Linked DNA regions of Anas platyrhynchos: region 2 is linked to region 1. A link is a contact called in public Hi-C data. All regions are on one chromosome and are shown on one strand. The core of a region is the stretch at or near the end of the contact, and the rest is flanking DNA. Distances in the headings are between cores, read along the strand shown.

What was found. A called contact is a pair of places that touch in the nucleus more often than the background predicts.
Region 2: a Hi-C map of subcutaneous adipose tissue shows a contact between it and region 1, with 2.1 times the contacts expected there. The contact joins the promoter of RIPK2 here to the enhancer-like site in region 1. A contact is called at or near these places in 2 of 8 Hi-C or Micro-C datasets (liver and subcutaneous adipose tissue).

What each region holds. Positions count from the first base shown.
Region 1 is chr2:26,205,112-26,209,134 of IASCAAS_PekinDuck_T2T, reverse strand. It overlaps LOC101800982 (Y+L amino acid transporter 2), which reads left to right. Exons shown (of 10, transcript XM_038175012.2): 3 at 1,992-2,117. Among named protein-coding and RNA genes, the nearest start is that of RIPK2, 39 kb to the left of the region's middle. Within about 2 kb of position 2,619, at least 3 of the 8 cell types and tissues checked have an H3K27ac peak or open chromatin away from gene starts, as enhancers often do. A contact at or near this core is called in subcutaneous adipose tissue, where this site is marked.
Region 2 is chr2:26,244,081-26,248,171 of IASCAAS_PekinDuck_T2T, reverse strand. RIPK2 (receptor interacting serine/threonine kinase 2) reads left to right here and starts at 2,108. Exons shown (of 11, transcript XM_027452444.3): 1 at 2,108-2,298. The coding sequence starts at 2,108. LOC113842885 (a long non-coding RNA gene) reads right to left here and starts at 1,967. Exons shown (of 3, transcript XR_003495758.3): 1 at 1,799-1,967; 2 at 1-864.

The DNA.
Region 1 (4,023 bases), core at 1,370-3,869:
CCCTTCCCTTCCCTTCCCTTCCCTTCCCTTCCCTTCCCTTCCCTTCCCTTCCCTTCCCTTCCCTTCCCTTCCCTTCCCTTCCCTTCCCTTCCTCACTATGCTATAGTATGACCTTTTTTTAAATGGCTTAAATTGTATAGCAACAAAAACTTCTAAAGGGATGGGTAATTTAAAGTTAGTATAATGTATACTGACAGTTCTGCAAAGATGTTCTCTCTGTAGCCCTGACCCTCACCAGCATGGTACAGAAGAAGTTCACTTCTGAAGAAGGCTCCATGATATAAGTTGAGACCATCGTGGCCACTCCACACTCTAAAAGGCAACTAACCCTTTTCCAAAAAAAACTTTTATCAGCTGAAAGTCTCCACTTGCACAGAAAAGCAGTTATTTATTAGACCAAAATTAATATTAATTTTTAATTTCCCCAGTGCTCTACATGCCTCTCTTGAAGTCACTTAAGAAAACCAGTCTTCAAATACTGATGTTTCTTCGAGCCTTTTTTTTTTTTTTTTTTTTAAAGTTATTCCTGCTGTAGTCTTCATGTGAATCATCTGCAGTGTACTCTAGTACCTCTGATTTCCATGAGCTCATGCACCAGGTGTGGCTGGCAGCTGCTGCTTTCTCATACAGAAAATTAGCTGACCAGGCCTACAACCAGCATTTTGGGTAGCAGCCCAGACTGCTGGGAAAATTACAGTTTATTATATTGACTGCGATATGCAGTGTCAGATAGCAAGCCTATTACTAGCTTGAACAATTTTGATAAGGCTTGGGAGCAGTAGATTTAGCTGGCACCTCACCAACACAGTGCGGAGAACATTTACATCTGTACATTGTATGATTTACTGGGAATCTTATGGAAAGATACTGCTGCCTTGAATTTAATGACACTGAAGCACGTAATACATGTTGTGTTACATACATATGAAGTAAATGTATCCTTTGCTGTGTTTCAAATAGCACTTTATAGCATCATGAAAGATGCATAAATGTTCGGTATTAAAAATTTCAGTCAACACATATTCTATCCTTTTTAAGAAATACTTGCTCCACCTCTAGCACTTATTTGTATATATTACTTTATTTTTAAATGAGACGTATGTGTTAAATTCTTTACAAGAGATTTTTTTTTAATTACAGAGAATAAAACATATTTCAATGTCTATGCCACATTTACTAGAGCAATATTTTCAGCAGTCCTTTATTTATAGGCATGTTTAACTTATATTCAAACCTGACACAGAGTAGGAATAATTATTCCCCCTCTTGGGGTTTTTAACACCAGAATAAAAATAAAATTTTGTTCCTATCGCACAACATTGATATGTTAATATGGAATAGTGACGACAAATCAGGTCCTGATTCCATAAATAGTTAGGTGCATCATTACTTTGACAGCTGGCTGGAGGACACCCAGTCAAATATGTAGAGCTGCTTGTGACAATGAAGACAAAAGTCCTATGAGCATCTGCAGTTGGATGTTAATTTCCTCACTATAAAGAAAGGCTTCTAAGTGGTTTTCATTTTGGGCATTTTCATTTTGAGCTCAATGTCCTGCAAAGAGCATCCAAACCCCTTGGTGCAAAAGCTGTCCTTACTCTGTATGTAACTAGAGCTTGAATCAGCAAGGAGAGCTTCAGGAGAATTTCAGTCTGATTCAAGGAGAACTTCAGTGCAAAAAATGAATATAAAGAAATCACATCTACATGTGAGCAACTCTGTTAATTTTAAGAAAACTTAAAGGTTTAAAGATTATTTAAAAGGAACAGGGATTATCCTAAAATTCAAAATTTGGTAGTTTCTTTCTATCTCTTTTCATGGAGTAAGCATCACAGGTATTTCATTCATCTTCATAAATCTAGGTGGTCCTGGAATGTTGACATTTGTTTCTGTTTTATTTCTTGAAAGAACAGTGCTCTCTGTAAGGAACATTTGAAATAGTGATGCCAAACATACTGTGCTCCTCTCATGCATATTACATTTCTCTACAGGTTCCTTAACATTTATTAATTGTGTGAATGTGAAGTGGGGAACTCGCGTACAAGATGTTTTCACGTATGCAAAAGTTATGGCTCTTATCTTGGTGATAGCTGTTGGCCTTTACAAGATTGGTAAAGGTAAGAATATTTTTACTTTATGTGAATTCTTAAAAATGAACCATACATGAATTTCAGAATCCACGCAGGAAGATCAGACGCTATAAGACTTGTATACAAAGTATTATTTATTCAGAAAAAGTTGTCTGTCATAGGAAGATTAGAGGAATTTTACGGCTCAGTAAGCACCAGTGGTTTAATTATTCTTTTGTCCTTATTGTGGCAAACCAGCGCACACCAAGTCCTACACTGCAAGGCTGAGTAGCAGATAGCAGCTGAATTAACATCAGTTTGGTGTTAACCAGATTAAAGTTAGCCTCAGTGTCTCTGTCTCATGCTAGTGAAAATTAGTAGACTAGTGTTGCTCCTTCTTCTGGGGCACCGCAGCATAGCAGATATCAGAGGAAGAAGGAATTTGCTCTTTTCTTCAGCTACAGGAACGAGCCCCTGGTCTGTGGTAAGAGGGTGTGCTCATTCCTAGAAACAGGGGACAATGCTGTAACACTGCTCTCCTGTGAATCACTGTGGTATCATAAGGCATCACAGGATGGATGAGCCATCTTTTATGAGCAGTAACTGGGCTGAACTGTATTTACATAACAGCAAAATGATCGTTTATTCCAGTGCTACTTCTGATCTTTGCATATGACAACAGATTTGATTTTATTAGTTTGGGCTCTGGTGCAGTGAAGTCTCTTCCAACTCTAGCTCTGTTGCTTAGTTACTAAGGTTTCTTTTTCATTTTCCTTTCCTATGAAATCCCTAAATAGCCATTGTGTCTTTATTCAGTTAAAATAGAGATGGTTTTCCCTCTTTGGTTTAGGAATTGTCTTTTTCTTCTGCAGAAACTAGCTTGTAAAACCTAACAAGAGTGTTTGTTTTCCTATATTTTCTGGCCTTCTCCTTTCCTTGGCTCTGGTTATTATACTGTAAAGCTACACCAGACTTTAAGGGAGGGTGTTGTTTTTTTTTTTTGTTTTTGCTTTTGTTTGTTTCTTTAGCCATAGTGGTGCATGTCAGTTGTCATACATTTGTTCAAGCCTAAAGAAATCTGAATAAATGAATGCAGTCCTGAGGTTGGTTCCTTTACGTTGTTACCTGGGGTCAGGAGGGAAAAAGGCAGAGAGGAAGTCATCCTGCAAGGAGTGCAAAACGCTGAGGGCTTGAAATAGTGGTAAAGGTCTCATCTCTACTTTGCCTGAACAGAACCAAGCACTTAAATACAGCAAGGACTGGCAGGAGAAATGATCTAGACTTCTGGAGGAAGTTGTGACCGGGTCAATGCCCTCTTTTCAATGCCCTCTTATAAACTCAACAGCTGCTTCAGTCTGTGATGCTATGATTCAATGGAAAAACCAATTGTCAAATTTTAGCCTTGCTATACTCCTTCTGACGTGCCTCTTTTTTTCAGATATGCCTCTTTTTTTTTTTTTTTTTTTTTTTTTAAACACTGTGAATGTATCTCATTTTGAGTAGGTTTGATAGTTAGAAAGCTTTTCTTGATCCTATTGGATTTTTCCTTTATTTGTTCCTTCCTGCCATTTTCTTCCGCCATGTTGCTGAAGCATGTTTGGATAGTGTAGGTTTGCCTTCCTTGATTCTTGCATTCTCCAGAGAAAAAGACTTCTATGAATGTGAAAAACTGCTATTTAGTGTTCTTCAACAATTGCATTGCTTTTGTGGTATCAGTATATTCCTTAGTTTAACCACATGGTGAAGTTGCTTCATTTTATAGGAAAGACCTTACTTTCTTCCCTAATAGAGGTTTCAGTGTATTTCTGTCTTCCTTAATACCTAAACCCACTTCCATTTATGTTAGATAGTTCGCTTTCCTCTGCAAATTCAGACAGGCCTTTCTTCCTCTTTTCAGCACTGCAGTGAAGATTCATGCAGTTTCATGAACATTTCTTCTATTTTGCAGCTTTAT
Region 2 (4,091 bases), core at 859-3,358, 40 kb before region 1:
CTTAAATCTGCTAAAGATTTTTCCTGGTGGTCACTTGACATTTACTGCAAAAAGGGACTCTTGATTACATTTAGAGAAACCAAAGTGATTAAGTTAAAAATCAGTAGCAAAGGAAACAAAAAAGGTTTAGAATTTTTTACATGTAATAAACTGCTGAAACAAGTTAGGTCTTGTATTGATTGAGACAAACAATTATAAAGGTATTTCTCAACAGTGGTTAAAACTGAGTGATTAAAAGGAAAATCAACTGCATGTATTGTGACTGAGCATAATGAAAGTCTTTCAGGCACAAGGCCATGAACCGATTTATGGTTGGAAACAAAGTCAACAGGTATTGTTACACAGTTATTCTGTAAGCCATTACAACACAGATTCAAAGACAATTGCACTTGTTAATCTAAAAATCAGGACACCACAGACAAAACTTCAATTGATACACGATGTATTTGAGTTTTGCAGCCATTAACAGTTTCAGCAGAATTTCAAAGGATGATTTAAAGATTTATTTTGGAATTACTTTGTATTTTAGCTGCAATTTATGCCACTTCACTTGAACGATGAAAATTTAAGCCAGTTATGATGTCATTTAAGTTATCTGACAAAATGAATCTAAATTTACTAAAGGAAAAAGAAGGGGGTTTCCAGAAGCAGCGATATTCTGATACTGAATACTCTGATTTTTCCCTTGGTAGCCAGCCTCTCGTTTTGGGAACTCCGAGTCACCACTTTATCTTCTTCAAACTTCTGTTTTAGAGTGTCCACAAAACAGGCAGCTCACCACAGAACGTGAATCACACGACTCTTCTTCCCCTTCCACCCTTACCGGCAAGTTTGTCTTCAAGCTCTGACAAAATTCCCAAGGACCTGTAGAAAGCAGCAACTGGCTACTTACTCCCGTTAGGCGTCCTGTTTTCATATGGTATCTTTAAATTTTTAGCGTAGTGATAATCATAATCTCTTAATGGGAAATAGCTTACGTATGGAGTTACAAAGGGGCTCTGTAGCACATGCTCACTGTGTATGTTCATTGCATGTCATTTTCTTTAGGAAGCAAAATCTCTTTTATATAACAAAGCCAACATAGGATGACAACTAGAACTACTGACATGGTAAATACAGAAAGGCATATATTTATATCAATGTCTAAAATTTACGTATTGCAAACATTGCATTGAAATTATACTTCTGCATAATCACCTAGTGTGCCTGAAAGATACAGACCAAATGAAAGCTGAAAACAGGACACTTCAGGACTTGCTTTATTTGCTTTTTGGCACAGGCTGCCCAGAGAAGCTGTGGATGCCCCATCCTTGGAGGTGCTCAAGGCCAAGCTGGATGGGGCTTTGGACAACCTGGCCAGGAGGGAGGTGTCCCTGCCCATGGCAGGGGGCTGGAAATAGGGGATCTTTAAGGTCCCTTCTAACCCAAGCTGTTCCGTGATTCTACAACTCTATGGGCTCTAGGCCTAAATAGAGAACTGAGAAATAATTGCCATGCCTCCATCCGCACACTGTGACATATCACCCAGTATCACAGCCTGAAAACTTGGCTTCTTTCCCTCTTTCTCTGCTCCCTACCCACTACGGGGCGAGAAGAGGGCAGGTGAGAGCCGCACACAGCCCGAGGTCCATCCACGTTAAGGCGAGGCATCGGCTCCGCTCACCCTGTTAGAAGGGTGGCTTTCTCCTATGGGGAAAGCCACAGACTACTAATTCCGAAATAAATCACTTTTAACGAAAAACGTGACTCGGTGCCCGAGCCGTGCAGCACCTTCCCGCTAACCCTCACGTCAGGTTACCTCAAACCGCGCGGGCACGGCCGGCGATGGCTTTCTGGAGATTTCGGCTGTGCCTCTCCTTGTATCGCCGCTGTCGCGATAAATCCCCGCGGAGGGGGCCTGACCGCTCTCCTGGGGGAAGCCGCTCCTCGGCGGGGAGGCGGGCCGGGGTGTGGGGGGAGGCGGGGAAGGGCGGCGAGACGAGCCGAGCCGGGGCGGCCGTGCTGGGGCGCTGTGGGCTCCGCAAGCTCCTGGCCGAGACACGGCGTGGCCGCCCCCGGCACCCCACGAGCAGCACGGAGCCGGCCCCGGCCCTGGAACCGGCCGAGGATGAACGGCGGGGAGGGCGGCGGTGGCCGGGCGGGCGCCATCAGCTGCTCCCTGCCCGCCGTCCCCTCCAGCAAGCTGCCCGACCTGCGCTTCCTCAGCCGCGGCGCCTACGGCACCGTGTCGGCCGCCCGGCACGCCGACTGGAGGGTCCCGGTGGCCCTCAAGTGCCTGCAGGGGCCGCTGCTGGACAGGTAGCGGGGCGGCCAGGGGGGTTTGGGGGTTGGGGGGGGGGTTGGGGAGGGTCCGGGGGGACATGGGGGGAGCGGCGGGGCCGCCCCAGCCCGCGCGGTGGGGGGACGTGGGGCGGCCCCGCTGCTTCCTCCCCTTGGGGTGCTGAAGGGGGTGGTGGTGGTTTCGCCCCAGGTCTGTTAAATATGTTAAATATCAGGTTTGTAGACCCCTACATACTGCTGGTTTTCACTGGTTCGTCAGCTGGTAGCGATCGCGTTCCCTTTTCCCGGGGGTCAGGTGGCAGCGCGTTTATGGCCGAGCTGTCACCCCAGCAGCAGGGAGCAGCTTTCCAGCTGTTCCTGCCTCCTTCACTCTCTGTAATGCCATTTTTGAACCGTATCGATGCTAGTTTGCCTCTCCTTAGGGTGTAGCCTCCTGTTTTTTCTGTAGGTGTCTTTCATCTTTGCTGCCTCAGGTTTTTTTGATCCGGTGTCAGGCAGACAGGCGGCTGAGACACACGGGTGTACGTGTGTGCTTGTGAGCTTGCACACTTAAACCTATGGGACGTGGGTGTAAAAACGTGTCGGCTGTTCCTCAGTTCACAAATTTTTGGGGTTTGGTTTTTGGAAAGGTTACAAGCTAGCCCAGAAGACTTCTAGTCCTGTGACTCAATATGCTAAAATATGAAACACGAGGTTAGATGGCTTAGAACAACTTATTCCCCAGGTGTGTGTAATGCACAGGCTTTATCTCTGAAATCTTGTCAGAATGAAGTGAAGTCTCAGTTGTTTTTAAGCAGGAGCATTGTGCTGTTGTTAAGTTTACTGGTTTCATTTTCATTAATGTAAATGTAGTCTTAAATCCCCACAAATCAGAAATGCAGTGTTTGTTCTCTGAACTCACTTGGGAGAAAACAGTAAATATTACTTTTAGCCTTGCTGGGATCTAGATCAGTGTGACATCTAACCTGTGAAAACTTGACAAAAAAAGGCAACCAGGGTAATCAAAACCACTCAGGTTAACAACCATATACCATGCAAAGCTCAGAAGTACTGTAAGAATAACCAAAAGCTGCAGTAAACCTGCGCTGTGTCTGCAGTAAGTTGTGGGTTGTACTGTAGGCAGTGTAACATACCATCCTGAAAAAGCTGCCGTGAGGACGGAAGGCCAGAGAGTTGACGGTGCAGTTAATCCTTCCAACCAGGAAGCCTGTGCTGCGTATCGCAGAATTTGGCGTGCGACCTGCCCAACAGCAAGGCAGCCTGGGAGCCGCTGTGGGCTCCTGCTGGTTTAGGCATTGCTCAATGCCCCTCTGGTATGGAGCAGGCAAAGGTGAAGTGACATAGAGGCGCAGGAATAAACCTCTGTGTGTTGCAACTCCTTTCCCGGTTACAGCAGAATCCCATGCAGATGGGATGCCTCATGGTCTGGGAAAACCCCTAATTTTTCTCAAACCTATTTTTTACTAGAGAGAGGGAGGGAGCCATGTGTTTTGTCCCATGCTTTTCCTGAAGACTGACTTCTTACTTTGATCACTACCTAGAGTTTCCCAAAACAGAAGCTTTTTTCCATCACAAAAAACAGGACCAACAAGCAGACTTGATTTAACATACCACTAAATTCTAACTTTCGCTGTCATAAAAGCAGCAGGCTTTAGTTCTCTAGGCTTCCATTTTTCCCCATATACTCTGAAGGCCTTTTCTTTGCGAGGGCTACATCTACACTGAGCAGTCCACATCCCTCTGGACCCGTCGGTCTGTGCTCTGAGCTGGATGGGCACAAGGCAGCTCTCACCTGGGAGCCATATCACCAG